Linked DNA regions of Anas platyrhynchos: region 1 is linked to region 2. Evidence: chromatin contacts called from public Hi-C data. All regions are on one chromosome and are shown on one strand. The core of a region is the stretch at or near the end of the contact, and the rest is flanking DNA. Distances in the headings are between cores, read along the strand shown.

The links. Hi-C and Micro-C count contacts between places; a contact is called where the count stands out from the background.
Region 1: a contact with region 2 is called in a Hi-C map of skeletal muscle, with 2.6 times the contacts expected there. The contact joins the enhancer-like site here to the promoter of CHST1 in region 2. A contact is called at or near these places in 2 of 8 Hi-C or Micro-C datasets (F1 follicle and skeletal muscle).

Annotation. Positions count from the first base shown.
Region 1 is chr5:32,806,780-32,810,952 of IASCAAS_PekinDuck_T2T, reverse strand. All of the region lies in intron 3 of LOC101796866 (transmembrane protein 263), which reads left to right. Among named protein-coding and RNA genes, the nearest start is that of CHST1, 64 kb to the right of the region's middle. Within about 2 kb of position 1,647, at least 2 of the 8 cell types and tissues checked have an H3K27ac peak or open chromatin away from gene starts, as enhancers often do.
Region 2 is chr5:32,741,905-32,746,114 of IASCAAS_PekinDuck_T2T, reverse strand. It overlaps CHST1 (carbohydrate sulfotransferase 1), which reads right to left and starts at 1,280. Exons shown (of 1, transcript XM_005013970.6): 1 at 1-1,280. The coding sequence starts at 1,280. The coding sequence ends at 21.

The sequences.
Region 1 (4,173 bases), core at 398-2,897, 64 kb before region 2:
GCAGGTGAGAATATGGGGCCCTCACAGCACCGTCAGAGAAGACGTGAGTGTTGTCAGGTAGCCTGCATCTTACGTCTGCCACCATTTGTGGTTCTTGAAACAACACGTTATTAAGCTTTTTTAGCCCTTGTGGCTTTGAGTATGTGGTAGTTTGGGATGACTTACCTGCCATTGGCATTGTTTTGTTGGCAGCCTCCATCGAGCTTCTTGTTGCAGAGCAGCTGTTCTCTCCTCCCCCTTCCCTGTCCTTTTCCAACCCTCTGACGTGTCAGCCACACAGTACTGTTGTCTTACCAGTGATCTTGAAGAGCAGGGGTAGGTTGAATTACTTTCACTTGTTCCTGCTACGGTTTTGAGTGAGAAGTATGCTCATTTTTCCATTGTAGATGGAAAAAGGTCCTGCCTTCTCCCTTGTGATGCCCAGTGGCAGCAAGACAGTTGATCAGGTTATGTTTTCTTACCCTTCCGCCTCAGAGGCTGGTTGTCCAGTTTGCTGAGTTGTGTAAAAAGGCAAGGTCACCACCAAGGGCCGAATGTGCACACAGCTCAGCATCCATATTAGTTCCTGATTCCTAGGTGTGTGGTATGTGCTGGATATCCCAAAATCTCAGATTTTCACGTAGCTGATCCCATAATTTGTGAAATTATCCATCTGTGAGATGTGAGCTTTATGGGGTAATAGTGTTCTGTATCACAGGAGAATAGCGCACAGAAAGTTGAGAGCTTTCTCTGAGACAAAACATCGGAAAAGGAGCATGTGCAGTATATTATCACGCTCAGTAGGAACACAGATTTTCTGGAAATTTGAGCTAAGTAGGGCTAGAAGTCAGTTGTGTTAAGTCATCCGCACAGGGTTCTGCCACCTGGTTGGGGATCTTATGACCAGCTGAGCTGTGTGGATTTTTTTTAACTCAACACAAGAGTCAGGACTTACACTTTAATAAATAATCTGCCAAAGGCTTGATCTTGATTAAAGGTGGCTCTTTTGCCACTTTTGAAGTCAGCAGATGAAGAAAAAAGGTATAAAATGGGGAGACTTGGAGCAGTATCTTGAGCCACACGTAACATAGGTAGGTAGTGTGCTGCATCCACACGTTGGGGTGTGCTTAACTCTCAGACAGCAACAGTGAAAATCTCAGATCTAAGATTTAAGACAAGTTTTCAGTGGAATGAAGGGGTTTGTCTTGGCCGACTTGTCCCATTTCCCTTTTCTTGTTTTTTAATGTGAGCTCAAGGTTAATCCTGGGGTCTGGGGGCTTTTTTTTTGTCCCCTGACAAAGTCATAAGGAAAGATTCTCCAGAAATAACACCCGCTGGCTGTCACTTAGTAGAAACCGTAGCAGTTGTTGATGGCAATAGCAACGGTTTGAAACTATCAGGGAGATGCAGGTCTAGCATCTAAAATCTGTGGAGTGATGAAGCTGAGGAAGATCAGACGTGCAACTAGCTTTTGAGTTTAGGGCTTGGAGCTCAGACTTTACGGCCTCAAGCTGTCTTGGAATTTGGCTGCAGTAAGCAGTCAGTGCTTCAACAGAGAAATTTCCAGCTAATCTTTTTTTCCTGAATTCGCCGGGCAGACTGCACTGAGTCAGCTCAGCCCAGTCCCCACTGTGCAGCGGCTGCAGCCAGTCTCACTCCATCACTTTTAATGAAACCAGGTCTCTGTGGTTTTCACTGATTTACTCATACGCAAGAGAAATGAGGAAGTATTTTCCTGTCTCTCTCCGATAATGAATGAGATATGAAAGAGCTTCATGGCCAGTAAGCACCCTGGAGGGACTTGAGTTTGTCAAAATGTACAAGGCGTCTTCATCAAAGTAACAAAATGATTTTCTTTCCCCTTATTCTATGAAGTGAAAATTCACATGACAACAGCCGGAAACGTGCCCGGTTTTGCTTAGACAATAGAATTGACTTTGAAAAACCGAATGTGTGGCAAAACTGATAACATCTTTTGCATCCGTATTTTTCAGAAGTGTATCGTGCAATAATAAATGGTTGCCCGAGGCATGCTTTAATGTGGGGCTTCTGCTGTAGCCTGGCTTGGTGTCTGCACCGTGAGCCCCTGCTTGCACAATATAGTATGTTGCGCTCAGAGCACAGCGTGGGCAATAAACAGGCTTCCTTCAAGGGATGTGTCAAATTTTGTTTACCAAGAATTCCCATTTCTGTTTGCTGCCCTCCTCAAAAGTACTTCGTATACATCAGAAGGACAGAGATAAGAGTTTACAGAAGATTAAACAGGCACAAACACATTAAGAGAGACAGTAAGGGATGCAAATTGTTAAACAAAAATATTAAAGTCCACTTTAGATGTCTTCAGGGCTTTTCAGTATCTAAGCTTAATAAAATTAACCAGCTATTGCAGCTTAGCTCGTGTGCTTAGCATTGCTATCAGAAGCAATCAATAGGAAATCCAGCCTTATACGGTATGGTTTTAGGGTACAAATTGTAGGCACTGCTCTGAAGTGGAGAATGGCTCCCTGGGAACATTGTCAGATGTGCAATTTGAACAAGGTAACTTGGAAGGAAAAGTAAACAACTTGCTTCTCCTTATAGTTTATGTAAAACCAAAAATGCTTGTAGGAAGTACAGACCCTGAAAAGCGAGCTGAGCACTTGCTAGTCCAAGGATGAAATTAACTGGCCAACAGAACCACCCTGCAAACTTTTGACTGAAATCCAAAGGGACAAATATTTTTTGCTGTTTCATTTGAACATTCAGTGGAGAAAAATATTTGCTGAATCTGCTATTTAACCAACATTGCATATTAATTGTTTAGAACACTGTGTCTGTAGCATGCAATTCATGCATCACTCAGAGTCCCCTCTCTTGTACTTACTGCCTCACTTTGATTTCAGCATTTCCTGGGCTTTTAAGCAATTGTGATGTATTGATTGCCATGGAATTCATGACTTTTCGTCCCCTAGGGAGCCTACATGTTTGGCAGCGGTGGAAGCGGGGAAATATCTTGGCACTGTCGTCTTTGTATTCTGGATGTATGTTAGATTCGGACTGGGTGTGATATTGTTTCAGATTTGTTCAGTTTTGTGATTTCTAACCCATCAAGTGAATGCAGGAAGGAAGTAGAGGAGAAAAACAAAGCTAATTGTGAGAGAAACACCTCAACATGCAGGCTGCCTTCCTACATGTTTTGCTACTTCAGGATCCATTTTTATATGATTAAACTATTAGTAACATTCAGTTGGCCATCTCCATCACATGAAATGATTTCAGTGCTCAGTAGCCGTGTCGGAAAGTTAACTGTGCAATTAAATGGTTTGTGGATCACGGGGGTTGACTCTAAGGAAAAGCAGGGGCTGGCACCTTCCCCTGGAAGGAGCCAAGTGTGCGTGCGGGTGGAATTTGGCCCGTGCTGGCAGCCTGGCTGCCTGTGCCCTATCCGTACACATCCTCAGACTGAACAGACTCGCAGCTGTTGACCTTTAAGAAGCGATCTCTGAGGTGATATTCCCCTCACAACAAGATCATGAGCAATAGACCTGTCACCTGTGATACCAGTTGCAGAGCTGCGTTAGTATGATTTCAGATGCCGCGCAGAGCATCAGAGCGCCCGAAATCTCTAATTCATTGCTTCTTGTAAGGAAAAGCTCAGCACAGTTCCTATGCCGAGCGGAGCTAAGTCCTGTGTTAATGAGGAGCGTGAACTATATCTCACCTATAGAGAGAGAAGTTCCTCCAGATAAATATTCATAGCATTAAGAATGCATCGCATGGAGTGAGAGCTCCAAATACAGTTTCCACTGCTGTGGGTCCTTTACCAGCAGAAAGAATGGTTCTAAAATCTATTTAAAATTAACAAAAAGAATCATTAAGCAGAGTAAGATTTTTAAAAATGCACTTTCAAGCTGGGAAACCACCTCATTTAGTATAATGAGTGAGCAGATCCTTGGGCCCTGAAGAAAAGCAAATTGAAACAAAATGGCTCCAGCACTGACTTGCATAATGATAGACTTGAGCACGTGTCCTGGCAAGTAATGATCCCATCTTTCCCACGGGGCTTCAGAAAACAGAGTTTATTGTGACAGAAGGCTCTGGCCAGGACACTGTTTCCATCAGGGAAAAAAAAAAAAGAGGGCTGGTAACAATATGAATATGGAGTGGAAGACAAGAAGGAAACAAATTAGAGAAGTTTAAGGTTGTGTACACTGG
Region 2 (4,210 bases), core at 31-2,530:
TCAAAAAGGGGGCCCCGGCCTTAAGAGAAGGGCAGGAAGTCTCTCTCCTCCACCAGGCTGATGGAGAGGTTCTTCAGCTCCTCCTCGGAGCCGGCGGTTTTGTAGCCGAGCTGCGCCAGCACCTGCTGGCAGGCATGCTGGGTGAACGCCACGATCTCGTAGGACAGGCGGAAGCGCCACTTCTCCGCCGTGGCTGCCGAGTTGCGCACCGTCCCGTACTTGTGTTTGGACGAGGAGCGGTCTCCCCGGGTGTTGTTCTGTATCCAGCGCTCGACGTTGCTGTCCATGGGGATGCCCAGGAAATCGTAGATCTCCTCGGTCTTTTTCATCGGGTTCCTGGCCAGGTCTTCATACCGCACCAGCATGTACTTGCCCTTGAGCCACGGCGGCCGGTTGAGGCCGGTGGAGACGGAGTTCCAGAAGTCCTCGCACACCGTGGTGAGCTGGGTCACGTCCAGGTTGTACGGCTTCCTGCCGGTGCCGTCCCAAATCCTCCACAGCCGGTAGGTGTCCCGGAAGGTCTCGCTGCGGGACGCCAGGATCCCCCGGGGGTCCCTCACCAGCTGGATGACCTTCAGGTTCAGCCGCGGGTCCTCCACCAGCGCCCGCAGGTCGCTGACCTCGGGCACCCGCACGGTCTTGATGGCCACGTGCCCGTGCTCCCTGCAGGACTCGGTGGCCAGCGTCAGGTTCAAGGTGCCGCACTTCTTCACGCAGTCCCCTTCCTCCAGGTGGAGGTCGGCGGCTCCCAGGGGCTCGCAGACGGGCGGCGAGCACAGCGCCTTGCTGGCCCCCCTGCGGAAGAGGCGGTCGGTGGTGTGGTTGACGGGCTGGGGCTTGATGTAGTTCTCCAAGAAGTAGAGGTCGCAGTCGTACAGGCTCCTCAGCAGGTCGCGGCTGGCCCCCAGCATGACCCGCCTGTCCGTCGTGCTCTTGCTCTGGGTCAGCTTCGGGATCAGCGTGTACTGGACGTGGTAGAGGGGCTCGAATAAATAGAAGACGTCGAAGTGCTGGTTAAAGAGCTGCCCCACGAAGGAGGAGCCGCTGCGGGTGGTGGCGAGGATGAGGACGTGCGTCTTCCTGGAGAGGTTGTAGGCGAAGGTGGGGCTCTCGTCGCACAGCCGGTCGGGTGCATCGGTGTCCTGGCTCAGGCTGCAGTTCACGGGGCTGGGGATGGGGCAGCTGTGGAAGGACTTGGCGGTGAAGGTCCGGATTGCCGTGTACTGGATCGCAATGGATGCCAAGGCTAGTAGGAGGACAGCCTTCCAGGAACATTGCATGGCTGGTCACCTTCATGGGGCTTCTTCACAGGTCGTCTTGGTGTCTGCAACCCAACAGAGAAGTCACGGGTTGAGCAAGGACTGCTGAGGAGGACCCAAGTATTCCTACTGGGTGCACCACACACCCTCCCACAGAGCACGTACATCGCTCATAACCACGTGGATCCCAGTGACGCACTGCAGAGCCCTGCTTCGGAGGAGGACAACTGGCAAAATCCCAGTGGCTCGCCCCATACACCCCCAGTGCTGAGCTGGTGCTGCTGGCTGGGTCCTGCTCTGCTCTGGGATTTGAGCCCCCTACACAGCTGATCGTGAGAGGAGGGAAGCAGGAGGAACTGCATCTGCTGCATCCTCTGGTGGCTGCAAGTATGCCCTGGGGGTGACTGCCTCCTCTGGTACAAAGCGGTGGGAGTTATTCCCCTGGGCTTTTGAAACAGACTCGGTCAAGGCAGTAGCCACCAAAAAAAAAAAAGGAAAATCTTATTTTCCTTGGTTAGTCCCTCAAGCTTTGGGAAATAAAATCCCCGAATGCTTACACGCACCAGAAGCTGCTCCTAAACCACTCCAAGCCTTTGGGGCAGGACGGGAGGATGCCGTAACTCCTTTCAAAGCCCCAGCAAGGATTTTCTGCTGTGGGTCCCTGCTGTGCCATCCTCCTCTGCTATCTGCAGGCTTGCACTGGGGTCTGTTTGCAGACATGGAAGCGCAGCCTCACGTGGACAGTGATGCGTGTAAGAGGAAGCAGATAAGCACCAGTGCTGGGTGAAGGAGCCCACCGTGCACAGCCCTGGGTAATGTGGCTCCGTGCCCCTTCTGCAGCCCCCTGCACCCACTGCCCCTTGCCCACCGGCCTCCCGCATTTCCCCCCATGTGGCACGGGCCACCAATGGATGGCAGGTGAGCTGAAAAACACATTTTAATTTTTAAATTATTGCTTTTATTATCTACTGCTTGCCCCAGCTGCTGGCTCCAGAGACCTCTCACAGGAGAGGGGCTTTCTGCACCCTGTGGTTCAGAGCACGGGTGATTCCCCAGGTGGAATATTCTTTGGCAAAAGCGCTGGCTTGGCGGCCTCCTGAGGGTTCAGAGAACCCAAGGGCTTATTTATTTTTCCAGGTCTGCTAAGCCAGGACGTCCTGCTGGCATCCCCTGGTCCAGGTGACTCATGGAAGTGCCATCTCCTGGGTGGAAGGTGCGAAGTGGGACCTCTTTCCTGCTCTCTAGTGCCGGCCAGCCACACTGCACCCTTCAGGCAAAGCCTCAACTTTTACTCCGTGCTGGTGGAGAGCAGAGCTGACGCCACTCGGGTGGTCCTGATCTCAGGTTCCCCACCTGCCCCATGTCCTCTCCCCTTTGCAACACACCAAGCTGAGCAAGGGAAGCGAAGATCCACGTACTCAGAGCAGATGGAAAGCAGCAGTGTCAGCCCAGCATCAGCCTCTGCTGCCCCTCGTCTCCCTTTGCGTGTGCCCTGCCTGATCACCGAGCTGCAGTGAGGGAGGGGCAGGTTTTGGGAGAAGTATCCCTCCCTGATGTCTCATCTGCGGCTCTTAAAGCCAGCAGGAGCCTCCTCCCATCACTGCGTCCCAGGAGATGCGGTTCCTGCTCAGCCCTGGCCCTCTCACAGAACAACGAGCACCCCTCGCTCCTCTCTTGGCCACATGCAGAGCCTGCTGGCAGGAAACACCCAAAGAGGAGCTGCACGACCCTGCGCCGTTCAGGGCAGCTTTTCTGAGCAGTGGTTGCAGTGAGCGTGCTGCAGGAGGATGCCCCGGAGAGGGCACCTGGCCTCTTTTGGTGCTGGGATCACCCCTGCCCCTTTCCCAGCCCTAACTCTCCCTGGTCACAGCACACCAGCTGTGCCCATGCCTCGCCCGTGTCTCCGTGCAGCTGCCTGGGAGCAGGCTGGCCACGAGGGATGCGCTGCAGGAGGCCAGCCAGTGCCTGGCACGGGGACAGGAGCATTGTCTGCCCGAGGAGGAAGGTGCCCAGCCTTTCCTCTCCCCCGCCCTGCTTCCCCCAGCCTTCACCCGACAGGATGGGCGAAGGCGATGCAGCCTCCCCCACCACGCGACAGCAGCGGGTGTGCAGTCACCTGCCTTCCTCCTCCTCTTCCTCCCAGCACTGCTCCAGCCCTGGAGCACCACTGAGGCTGGAGGTGATGAATTAAGCTGTACGGCCTCTGTGAGCCACTGGCACAGGGAGCGTGGCTGGGTGCAGCACAGGGGACGCTGAGTGCCGGGCTCTTCCTTTGGGGACAGTGTTCAGGTGGCAACAACTTGTTCTGGGGGGCTGCATGGCACGGACTTGGCATTTGACGACTTGTCACCCCCTGTCATCACGGGGAGCTCCAGCAGCACCTTGTGTGCTGGTGGCAGAGCGGGGCTGGCTGCCTCCTGCCCTGAGCCCTCCCCACAGGCTCCCCCACTGCTCCCCAGAGGTGGCCGTGCTTGGGCACCTCAGGTGTGACAGCAGCTCTAGGCAGGGACCGTGCAGCAACACCGCCGTCGCTGCTGAGTGCCTGTTTCCAAGGCTCTCTTGCGGGGCAGCCAAAAACCAGCAGCTCTTTGGGGCTGTCTTCAGGCTGCCCCCTCCCTCCTCAGCTCGCCAGGAGTTGGGCACCTCCAGGGCAATCCCCGTGCCTGGCAGGGGCTGCAGCCGGAGGCTCGGGGGCGATGCAGGTGCCTGGCCGAGCCCCAGGGTGATGCCGGGGACGTGCCCGCGCCCACCGGGGCTGCCCACCCGGGTCTGGGATCTAGGGCCCTCTGCCCCTAAATCTGATCACCGCCAGCAAGCCTGTTTCCATGGAAACCGCACAGTGACTCAGGACTTTGGGACCAGCTGGAAAACACAACTGTGAGCAGCAGGCGCCCGGGGAGGCTTCGGGGGTCTCGGGGCAAGGCAGAGGGGCGAGGAGCGCAGGGAGCGGG